Linked DNA regions of Sus scrofa: all the other regions are linked to region 1. Evidence: chromatin contacts called from public HiChIP or PLAC-seq data. All regions are on one chromosome and are shown on one strand. Each heading gives the region's core, a stretch centred on a gene start, on an enhancer-like site or on the middle of the called end of the contact. The rest is flanking DNA. Distances are from core to core; before and after follow the strand shown. Region 1 has its middle 12 kb from the start of PPP1R3B. Region 2 has its middle 140 kb from the start of PPP1R3B. Region 3 has its middle 160 kb from the start of PPP1R3B.

Evidence for each region. HiChIP or PLAC-seq counts read pairs in DNA pulled down with a chosen protein or histone mark.
Region 2: an H3K27ac HiChIP or PLAC-seq map of skeletal muscle shows a contact between it and region 1. The contact joins two enhancer-like sites. A contact is called at or near these places in 1 of 47 Hi-C or Micro-C datasets (skeletal muscle) and 1 of 2 datasets of contacts at active chromatin or transcription factors (skeletal muscle).
Region 3: a contact with region 1 is called in an H3K27ac HiChIP or PLAC-seq map of skeletal muscle. The contact joins two enhancer-like sites. A contact is called at or near these places in 5 of 47 Hi-C or Micro-C datasets (fetal skeletal muscle, psoas muscle and skeletal muscle) and 1 of 2 datasets of contacts at active chromatin or transcription factors (skeletal muscle).

What each region holds. Positions count from the first base shown.
Region 1 is chr15:55,988,391-55,992,199 of Sscrofa11.1, reverse strand. No RefSeq gene overlaps it. Among named protein-coding and RNA genes, the nearest start is that of PPP1R3B, 12 kb to the left of the region's middle. Within about 2 kb of position 2,424, at least 1 of the 83 cell types and tissues checked has an H3K27ac peak or open chromatin away from gene starts, as enhancers often do. A contact at or near this core is called in skeletal muscle, where this site is marked.
Region 2 is chr15:55,859,083-55,863,053 of Sscrofa11.1, reverse strand. No RefSeq gene overlaps it. Among named protein-coding and RNA genes, the nearest start is that of PPP1R3B, 140 kb to the left of the region's middle. Within about 2 kb of position 1,878, at least 7 of the 83 cell types and tissues checked have an H3K27ac peak or open chromatin away from gene starts, as enhancers often do. A contact at or near this core is called in skeletal muscle, where this site is marked.
Region 3 is chr15:55,842,324-55,846,163 of Sscrofa11.1, reverse strand. No RefSeq gene overlaps it. Among named protein-coding and RNA genes, the nearest start is that of PPP1R3B, 160 kb to the left of the region's middle. Within about 2 kb of position 2,028, at least 9 of the 83 cell types and tissues checked have an H3K27ac peak or open chromatin away from gene starts, as enhancers often do. A contact at or near this core is called in skeletal muscle, where this site is marked.

The DNA.
Region 1 (3,809 bases), core at 1,175-3,674:
CGTGTGGAAGTTCCCAGGCTAAGGGTGGAATCAGAGCTATAGCTGCCAGCCTATACTGCAGCTACAGTATTGCAGGATCTGAGCCGAGTCTGCCACCTACACCACAGCTCAAGGCAATGCCAGATTCTTAATTAACTCACTGAGCTAGGCCAGGGATCAAACCCCCATCCTCATGGTTCCTAGTCGGGGTCCTTAACCACTGAGCCATGAAGGGAACTCTAAAAGTAGATCTATCTTGTCCACTATGTTAATTTAGTTCCTTGATGAGGTCCTTTTTTTTTTCTTATTTTTTTTTTTGTCTTTTGTCCTTTTAAGGCTACGCCTGCAGCATATGGAGGTTCCCAGGCTAGGGGTTCAATTGGAGCTATAGCTGCTGGCCTACACCACAGCCATAACAACGCCAGATCCGAGCCACGTCTGTGACCTATACCACAGCTCATGGCAACACCGGATCCTTAACTACTGAGTGAGGCCAGGGATGGAACCCGAAACCTCATGGTTCTTAATCGGATTCGTTTCTGCTGCACCACGAATGGGAACTCTGTTGATGAGGTCCTAACACTACATGTAAAAGTCTATTTTACACTCCCCATTTCTCCTTGGTTTTATTTTTTAAATTAATTTATTTTAATTACTTGATGAAGTTTATTACATTTACAATTGTACAATGATCATCACAATGCAATTTTATTCTCCTTGGTTTTAATGATCGTCTCCTTTGGGAGTGGGAGTGTTATTTGCTGCTGAGAAAAGAGGTCTCTCTTCCAATGATGTCTTGAACCTCCCCTCTCCCACTCCAAGGGTGGTCTATTGTTTTCCTTTCCAGTGGGAATTTACACTTTGTGGGCGTAGTGTTTGCTCAGGTGGAAGAGCTTCACATACCAAGTCTTTGCTCCTTAATTTCACTCCAAATGCCAAGACCTTCATTTATAAATCACACTGAAAAATCAAAGACTACTGGAGTTAAAAGGACTTTGTGTTTTCTAGTTTAGCTCCTTCCATTTACAGGTGGGGAAAGAAACCCAGAAAGGTGCCATTGGTTGTTTAAAGTCATAGATTCAGATACTATTTGAGTTGGCTGAACTAGGCTCCTGGTCTTGCTGCATCCACTTCCAGGCAGACTCTGATGGGCAAGATCTATCGAAAGACCCACGTGAGTCAGTCCTTATATCGAGGAAGGGGCACCTGTAGGCCAGTGAACAAAGCCCACAGGACGACCATGTGCAAAATTAATGCCCACTAATCAAAAAGCCAGTGAATTTCCAACAATCTGGTGGAGACACACCTTCAACATGGCACTTCAAAGCAAGTGAAAACCAAAAGTATTCAGTACAGAGGAGTCTAAGGACACAGGTGACATGCCTCCAGCCAGTTCTTACAAGTTCTTCAAAATTCTAAAATTTAAGGGCTATAGTAACAAGAACATTTCCTTTCTAAACGAGCAGACTTGGTTCATGACACCTGACATCCTGTCTTCAAACACTGACCAAAGTCAAGGATCAGGATCACAGCCTGCATTTGCAGATCCCATAGTCTATCTACTTGGTACTTGGGTGGAATTCATTTAATTACAAAAAGAGAGAAGCCCTATTCCAACTAGCTAAATCGAAGCAACAAAAATAAGAAATAAATTGGTTTATAGACCCAAACACCAAAGGTAGGAGTGGGGTCGGTTCTAGAATAAACTTCACGTCGTGGGGAACATAGCTGCTGGCCAACACCAATCCCACTTAGAGGGTGGAGCGGGAGGAGGGAATCTCTCAGTATACAAAATTCCCAGGGGGACCCTGATGAACCAATAATTGTGCTCAGAGAGATGGCCCAGCCTGGATCTACGCCCACGTCTCTGTGGAGGAGCATTTTCTGTTATAAATTAAAGAGAACAGGTAGGAAATGGGTACAAAGCTGATAGTAACCGTTGTTTCAGAGAGTATGGAAAAGATGGCTCGCTTCTTTCTGATGTTACCTCCGCCTTGGATATCCAAGGAGAAAAAAAAAAAAGAGAAATTCCTTTCCTTTGTCTTCCTCTTTATCGCCATCGTCAGCCCCACTTCTGGAAGGTACAGGACGCTGGCTTCTGGTCGGGAGGGACTGCGGAAGAGCACAGCAGCCTCGCGCCTGCGCTGGGGTACAAGAGCCCCGTGGTGCTTTTGGAGGATTTCTCTTCTCTGGCAGAGCCGTTGGCAGGGGACTTGGTGGTGCCCTCCCCGCTCCTCTAAATACTATGGTCACCAGCTGGGAGGGCAGGAGAACAGGTTGATTGGTACCAGGCAAGAAGCCAGCTTATGGTGGGGTCATTTCAGACAAAAAAGAGAACCCCTCACGCCGGAGTTTTCAAGATGAAATCCTTACACTCTAACTGGGAGGCAGTGCTGGTGACCCAGGTTAGCCCCTGGCCTCATCACTGTCCAGCTGGCTGGTGCAACTTGAGCAGAGCAAAAGCTGTGACCTTCACGGGAGAAGCCCTTTTGCCAGCTCCTCAGCTTCATTTCTGGTGTTTGTTTTGTGTCTTTTTCCGGCCACACCGGCTGCGTATGATGGTTCCCAGGCTGGGGGCCGAATTGGAGCCACAGCCACAGCCACCAGGGATCCGAGTGGCATCTGTGACCTACACCACAGCTCATGGCAACGCATGATCCTTAACCCATTAAGCTGGGCCAGGGCTCGAACCTGTTTCCTCATGGATACTAGTTGGGTTCGTTTCCACTGAGCCAAGACAGGAATTCCTTCATTTCTGTTTTTTATACCTCACAGTCGAAACAGTAAGGACTTGCATTAATTGAGTATTCTCTCAGCACCAGATACTTTACATACACTGTACCAATATTCTGAAAGGTCGGTATTTCTGTTATCCCCTTTTTGTAGGTAAGAGGCTCAGACAAGTTAAGTAACTTGTCTCAGATCACATAGCAGCCAATAGCTAAGTCTTGATTCAAAGTCAAGTCTGTCTGACCCCCAAAGTTCAGGCTATTTCCAGCAGACTATGCTGTAGCTCCAAGCAACTAGGTGGAAGAGGCTGAGAGTCTCGCCTCAGGGATTTCTTGTCTTGCTCCCCCAGTCTGCTAAATTGAATTTTAGGGTGTTCACTGGGGCCTCAGCAGAATAAATTGTGGATTTTGCAAACATATCCCTTAGTTCAATTTAACCACCAGTACAACTCCCTCATTCATAGGCAGGTGGTGAGGAAAAGATCATTGGATTACTCTGGCTGGAGGAGGAGAGGTTACAGCCTCTCTGGACAGCTACAGTCGGGGGTGGGGTGGGGGAGGGGAGGCAGGAAGGAAACCTTGGGAGGTGGAGAAGGAAACCTTAGAGCTGGAGAAATGGGGGGAAGATCAGGGACACATGAGGAGGAAAGTTTCTGAGGCTTGTGCAGGGTAAAAGGGAAAGGCCACACAATGGATGCACAGATGCCAAAAATCCCTGTTTTGGGGAAAAGCCAGACACTGTAAAAAGTCTTCCTACCCCAAACAATTCTTAAGTCCACCCTACATCCTAAGATAGCATTTAACAATAAGTAAATGGAACGACCTACCATAAACACAGTAAAGTAGGAAATCCCAAAGTAAATTGGAAGGAGTCAAACTATTCAACCTAGCGTTGTGACAACTGTTCCAGCTGGATGCCTACCTCCAGGCCAGGGCAGCTAGAAATCTGCCAGCCTTTCTGTCTTTGTCACAACCTGGGGGCACAGGGCTACAGTGGGCAAAATGGATGTCACCATTGGGTCTGTGGTCTGTGGTCGAGAGAGGAGGCTTCTGGTGACAGACCCCCATCCTGTCATCTCTGGGCCCCTTTCTGTGCCCCAG
Region 2 (3,971 bases), core at 629-3,128, 130 kb after region 1:
ATTTTCCTTCACACTATCTTCTTAGAAGAACAATCACATGTTTGTATTAGGGTTCGACCCTCTAGGTTTCTGAAGCCTGCAGAAATAATCCCCACTTTGGAAGGATCTGACTCACTCTGTGTTATGCTGGAGTTGCCAGAGAAGGAGGACCTTCTGTACTCATAAGCCATGTGAGTCACATATCCTGACATGGTAGTAAACGTGGGCATCTGGATAACTCAGCCAGGGCCAAGGTTGAGGAATGTGCTTGGGAAGGAGGGGAAGGCTTCACCCAGGAAGAACTGACATTTGGGCTGGATTTCAAAGGAGGAAGAGGAAGCTGCCAGCAGCTCTAGCAGGGCCAGGGTGAAATCCCTGTTTGAAGAGAATGAGGTACAATGGATTATACTTGACAGGGGGCCCATGAGGGTCTGTGACAGGAGGTGAGCATGGGAAGGCAGGCTCTGGACAAGCTTAGAGGGATCTTCAGCACTAAGCAGGAGAGTTCAGACCTCATTCTTTTGGACAGCGGTGTTAGTCATGACTTTTCCATCTTGCTTGAATAAGAAGATATGGTTGTAAACACCTAATACTGGCAATTGGCTTTGGACCTTGGTTTGTAAAACAATGATAACTTTGCCTAAACTTCTATAAGGAATCTGTCTTCATTCAGCTATTTCCTGAATTAGGTGGCAATGAAAGCATAAGCTCAAAACCACAATTCGATCATGCAGTTTTTGTCCAGGGACCCCAGTGTCCCCTGCTGCACTAGGAGTAACACTAGTTTGGGGACAGCAAACTTAGTGGTTCTCACAATGATAGTTCCAGAGTGTGTATGTATTATATACACCGTGGATATACACATATCCACAGTTCCTGACTCATAGCTCCACAAACTCTTGGAATTTTGTGCCGACACAACTGGATTTATGTGAACCAAGCTGAATCTTGGATTCCATCCCAGGGTGGGGGCTGCTCACCAGGAGAACCAACCACACCTTTAGAGGGTTGGAATCAGTCCCATTCCTGATTTCCGTGGGCTGGAGTTTGAATCAGTTGTCATTGGCCAATGATTTAGTCAATCATGACTATGTAATGAAGCCTCTGTAAAACCCCCAAAGGACAGTTTGGGGGCTTTTTCTTTGAAGAGCTTCTGCAGTGGGGAGCCAGAACACTTCTGTGGGCCTCTGTGCTGGGCCCCACGTGTCATGAGAATAGGAGCTCCTGGGTTCAGAACCTTACCCTATGCATCTCTTCATCTGACTGTTGATTCATACCCCTTAATATTCTCTTAAAATAGTGAATCCAAGGGTTTTCCTGAATTCTGTGAGCCAAGCTAGCAGATTAGTCAAACACAAGGAGTAGGTTGTGGGAACCTCTGATTTACATTCTGTAGGTCAGAAGTACAGGTAACAGCCTGGATGAGTAATGGGCATCCTGAGTGAGAGGAGATCATCAGAGTCTCCAGTCTGTAGTCAGTTGGTCAGAAGCACAGGTAGCAACCTGGATTTGCGACGGGCATCTGAAGTGGAGGGTGTCCTGTGGGACTGAGACTTTTGCCTGCAAAATCTGATTCTACCTCTGGGTAGATAATGTCAGGATTGGGCTGAATTCTCAGATACCCTGCTGGTGTCTGAAAATTGCTTGTTGGAGATGGGAAGCCTTCACATAAGATGAATTTGGATATTTGGGATCCCTTTTTCATTTCATCCCATCAACCCTCTCATTTTATAGGTGCAGCAAGGCCAAGAAGAAGGAGTGATTGTCGAGAACACAGAGTGAGTGATCCAGACTCCCAGCCAGTCCAGTTTGTTTCCACTGTCCAGCGCTGCCTCCCAAGCTCTGAAATAAGTGTCTGGGTGCTTTAAATAGACATCTGCAATTTATTATTATAGTGGAAACTGTGAGTCTCCACTGTTTTTCTACGTGATCCCAGCAACAAGCCCAGTGCCAGTGGAAATCACACTCCTGACTGTCAGCCAATGTATTTCTGAGAAGGTTAGATCCTGGATGCCCCAGACCAGAATGGTAACAACTCCAGAAGCTGGTAGAGTGTCTGACCAAGATCTGTGGTGAGAATCTTCACTTTTGGTATTTATGAAGGTGAGAGGGTAAAGAGTGTCCAATGAATGTGCCATTTTCAGAAAATGGATTTGGTGTCCTGGTGGAGTGGGAATATTCTTAGCCTACTTTGTGGAAATTGCCTAGCTCTTTCCTAGCCCTGGGGACAAACTACAAGGAGATGGCTGTCCTTGGAAGTAGACCAGTGAGGAAAGGTTGGGGTCCACGGAGATAGTGAGGAGCCCCAATAGGCAAAACAAACCTCTAGACACAATGTGGAAAATCCTGTTAGGACAGAAACATTGGATGTGGCAAACATGGGGAAATGGGCTGGGGATGCCTTCTAGTTGGTGGCAAAGGAAAATGCCCTTTGATTGGGAGAAATGCGGACCTATCTTTCTCCTTCCAGGGAAGTAGAGGTGCCTTAAGCTTTCTAAGCTGGGGACACACACAGGACAGGTGGTCTCAATGTCAGACTCTTGCAGCTTTCTGCACTGAACCCTGCCCTGCCCTGTTTGGCCCTTGGATGTGCCCACTTCATTCTGGTTCACTTGGTACCTGGGATCCCAAAGCAATAGTGGCAATGCCCTGACACAATGTCTTGGTGGAGACCGAAAGTATAAACTAAGGGATGGGGAAGAGCCTCTCCCAAAGTTTAAGGTAGAGTGACCTAATAGTGACAATAGAGGTCATCAGTGTTTCCAGCTGCCACAAGGAAAATCTGCCAGTTTCCCTATGTTTTGTTTGAGGAAGGGAAAGGAACAGAGTGCTCAGGATTGCTGTAGTTATGCTAGAAAGTACTTACCATACCACCTAACAAAGATTTATAAGAATTGATTAGAGTAAAAACAATTAGTTTAGTAAGTATTACATGGCACATATCATAAAGGCTACATGTTGGAGGATCTGGGGTAGTATAATAAAAGTCAACATTTCTGCCTTTGTGGGGCTTTCAATACAAGGAAAGACAGAGAGTGAATCATTATTTTTAAGTGCAGTGGGTAGCAAGACGGGGAAGCACAAGACACTCTGGGGTCACATTGACCCATATACTATATGTGAATTTATGGGAGGATCTAGATTAAATGAGATATTTTGTGTAAAGATTTTAGCATGGCCTGTAGCACATAGTAAGTGCTCAATACATTGTTGCTGTTATTTTTGTTATTATTAATGGCCTGGAGATAGTGCTTCAAGGGGGCAACACCCTTCTTTGGACATGTGACTTGGGAAGAAAATTCTCTGACTCACCTGATATTTATTTATTCCTTTGTTCATTTCACATACTTTTGGTAAAAGCTAATATGTTTAAGGGACTGAACTCAGTGGTAAAGGTACAAAAACACAAAGTCCCTACCCTGAAGAAGTTCTGATTCTAATAGCGAAGAAGGACATAAACAAATCATGGCAAAATGATCTGGGAAGAAATATATTATTTAACACAAAGACCAGTGAGTTCAAGTCTGTCTCTCAGGGTCCAAGAAAATTTCATTGAATAAGGGAGCTGAGTATAGAAGATTGTTCTCCAGGGTCCCTAGTTTTATTACTAGTTCTTTTCTGGGTGTGGGGAGCTAGGCAAGGTGACTTTTGTTTTTGTGTTCCTCTTTCCATATTTGATCTCTCTATTCGATGCACTGCCAGGAAAAAAAAAAGCTGGAAAGAGTACACTGCCAGCCTTTAGCTACAGAATTTTTGATCAGTCTCAGAAAAGGCACTTTCTTTCTTTCTTTCTTTTTTTTTTTTTTTGCTTTTTAGGGCCACATTTGTAGCATATGGAGGTTCCCAGGCTAGGGGACAAATCAGAGCTACAGCGCCGGCCTCATCCACAGCAACATGGGATCTGAACCATATCTGCAATCTACACCACAGCTCATGGCAACGCTGGATCCTTACCCACTGAGCAAGGCCAGGGATCAAACCCGCAATCTCAT
Region 3 (3,840 bases), core at 779-3,278, 150 kb after region 1:
AGCACCTAAGTGAATCATCCATTCCATGAAAGTTTCTTAAGCATCATCTTGGAGTTGCCATTGTGGCAAGAGGAAATGAATCTGACTAGGAACCATGAGGTTGCGGGTTCAATCCCTGGACTTGCTCAGTGGGTTAAGGATCCGGCATTGCTGTAAGCTGTGCTGTGGGTCGCAGATGTGGCTCAGATCTGGCATTGCTGTGGCTGTGGTGTAGGCTGGCAGCTGTAATCTGATTCCATCCCTAGCCTGGGAATCTCCATATGCCTCAGGTGCAGCCCTGAAAAAAGACCAAAGACAAAAAAAAAAAAAAAAAGGCACCATCTATGATGTGCCATTAGTACTGCGCGATGCCCAGGGGGCGCCATGATGGATGAAACATAGGCCCTGCTTTTCAGAAGCTCCAGAAAGACACAGGAACAATTCCAAAAGGATGAGTGCTGTCTAAATTGAGGTATAGGGGGCAGAGGAACCCAGAGGAAGAAGTGACTGGAAGGTTTTCAGGGAGAGAAAGAAAAGGACAGCTAGGAACAGAACGCAGAGTGAGTGCATTGAGGGCTAGGGGTTGGAGGAAGCAAGGCCTGTTTGGGAAATGGCTGGTGGTTGCGGGGAGCAGGAATGCAGCGCACAGGGTGGGAAAGTGATAGGAGATGATGTGGGAAAGCTGGGTCGTCAGATGTGAAGGGAAGCTAAGGTACTTGGACTTGATCCTGTTGGCATCAGTGTGATCATCAGATAACTCAGCAAGGAACTGAAAAATAATATGAGTTTTAGGTCCTCCGATATAAAATTTCCTATTCAGCCAGCATCCGCATCAAGTAATTAGTGGTTAAACTTGAGAAGGGATCAGTGGGGGAAGTACTCTTGACCGGTGAAGCTGCAGGAGAAAGTGGGGCTATAATTATCCTAAGTCTTTACCTTTCGGATTTAACTCCTCCAGAAACCAAACTGGTTTTGCTGCACTCCCAGAAGGGAATCAGCTCAGCTTCCCACAGCCCATCACTGTGTTACAGTGAGAGAAGACTAAAGGATCATCTATAAAAGTGCTTTGTACACACAGGACGTTCTATCCATACGTTGATCACGAGTGCCACAGTTTCCTGCGGGCAAGCTCGGACGTTTCAGCCAGGCTATGTCCCTCCTCAGATAACCTCCTCGGAGAAAGTTGTTCCCTCCCAATTTAATGGGCAACTTTAAGGCCAAAACATCTGACAGTGAGAGGGGATGGGCACAGCCCATCAGAATAGCCAAATCAAATTTGGTGACCGTGAATATTATTGTTCTTGTTATTCAGAATAATAACTGTAAGGCAGCAAAGATAAAGCAGATTTTGTAGACCTCTAGCTTTTTGGCATGTTTTTTTGCGGGGGGTGGTGGCTAATTAAACTGGGTTCTTTAACAGCAGGACTTGAAGCCTTGAATATGCTGATGGGGATGTGAACTCAAGGGAGGTTTTAGGAGTTTCTCTTGTGGCTCGCAGAAACAAATCTGGCTAGGATTCATGAGGATGCTGGTTCGATCCCTGGCCTCGCTCAGTGGGTTAAGGATCTGGTGTTGCCGTGAGCTGTGGGGTAGGCCGCAGATGTGGCTCGGATCCCGAGTTGCTGCAGCTCGGATCCCATGTTGCTGTGCCAATGGCTACAGCTTTGATTAGACCCTTAGCCTGGGAACCTCCATATGCTGCAAGTGTGGCCCTTAAAAAAAAAAAAAAAAAAAAAGGAGGTTTTGGACACAGTGTCTCTCAAGTTCATTTGACCAGCAAACCCCCTCCAACTTCCTGGTCCACCCTGCCTGGAGGCCCTCCAAGATGCTCAAGAAATACTAGAGTGCCCTCCCTGGCCACACTACGTTTCAAGAGGAAAACACCAGTTGTCGGGGGAAGCTGGAGGTGATCTGTGAGGCAGGAACAAGTGGCAGAAGCTGCAGCAGAGGCTTCCGGGCATCTAAGGCCATCAGCGCTTGGCTCTGCTGTAGCCCATGGGGCTGACCTAAGGGGCTTCCCCTTCTGCCCTGGCCAAGCCTTGCCCTCCTCTCCATCTGCCTCTGTCCATGTGACCACGCCCTTGTCACCAGTGCTGGCCTGTAGCCTCACCCCCGACGCCTGACTGTTCCCATTCCTTGACTATTTTTAGCTCTGGCCCAGAGCTTATTACAAGAACTCAGCAAGCAGGACCCAAGGCTATGTTATGAATCTTCTCTCATCGATGTAATATTGGTTATGAAATATGATTTATCTTTCCTCACATTTTAAAGTTGCTATTTGGTTCTTTGGGAGGGAGGGTGTCTCTGAGGACTCCTTTTGTTCTGTATTCTATCTCCCACAGTTGGTAACTATTTTTGCTGGTTTTGCACGTGTTCTCTAGGGTTTGATCTGTTTTCTCATCTTTGTGTAGTGTCTTGTTTTCATTTCTGATGCTTTGGTTTCCTTTACTTGGAGGCAAGAAGAGACCATAATTTGGTTTTGTTTACCTGTGTGGTATGAATAATGTGTAATTTTTTTAAGCATGATGTTTTCAGCATTACATGCACAAAGTGACCTTTGCAGGGGTCATGGTGTGGACGCTTTGTTGAACAAAAGGACTCGTCCCTTTTTATTGAGAAAAACTAGACTCTCCTATCTGGCCCTTTGGGGTTGTCATTGCTAGGTCTCTGCCCTACTAAAGACACTCCCCAGTCCTCTTTGTGATGCAAAAAAAAAAGATAGCTGATTTCTGAAACCTCACGATCCATTTCAAAAATTAAATCCCAGCCCCTCCATTTAAATACAAAACTGTCCACCAGCTTCAAGCTTTACTTTAATCAGTATTAGTTGTATTGAAGTTAAAAATGCCCTCCTGGTGCCCTCTCTTTCCACCAAAAATCTTGATTACCTTTAGAGCCTCTTTTTACTCAAAATAATACAATTTCTGCCATTCTCTTATGCTCCAGGCCTCTATTTCCATCTGCTTATGAGGAAAAAAAAATCTCTCTCAGGAGGCCCTATGAGCTTGTCAAATTCAGCCTGTGAGGAGACAAGGCTTTTTGCCCCCAGCCTGTCCCCACCTTGCTGTACTTGGTGAAGACATCTGACAGCCTCTATGCAGCTGGACACACAGAATTCCCAGTCCTTGTGGCATCTTCTTTCTTCCCCATGCCATCCATCTATTCTGATCAAGTGCACATTTTTTTTCAGTTCTGAATCAGCAATTCCTCTGGCATGAATCTCCTTCACTTCCTCCTTTCTGCCATTGCCAGTCCTTGTCCACTCTTTTCTGGACCGTTCAATGACCTCCTTGGTTATCTTTTGAGAAGCTCCCTTCCTGGGATCCCACCCACTAGTCTGCAGCAAGAAAGGAATACTCCTCCCCCCACCCCGCCCTGAAGCTCCCAGAGGTCCTCAGAGCAACTCATATCCCTAGGAGAACAGTTGTCAGTAACTGCATATCTGGACCAAGTGACTCTACTACTCCTTCACCTGCTCACCCCAAACTACCGGGGTCTTTACAGGGGACCCGTGTTCCCTTGGATCTGGGAGTCCCTTCAGGGTCTCCCTTTGGCCTGGTTTCCCCACTTTATATTCTATGCTTCATTCCAAGATCTTCCTGCTCACCCATCTCCCAGCTAGTGGTGGCCCAGTTGGACTCTCTGATGAGTTCTGGAGGCTGATGCTTGGCACACCCCTAGTATCATGGTCTACTAGCCACAGGCAAGCCCTGAACTTCCCAGTGACTGGGATGCTGCAAACCAGCCGAGGCCCACCATCGTGACCTGCCACGGGTAGAGTAGGGGGTCCAGATGGGACTTCCAGTGACAAAGCCCAACACTGCTAAGTTTGAGAGATGAAGTTCACTGGCATAAAAAAAA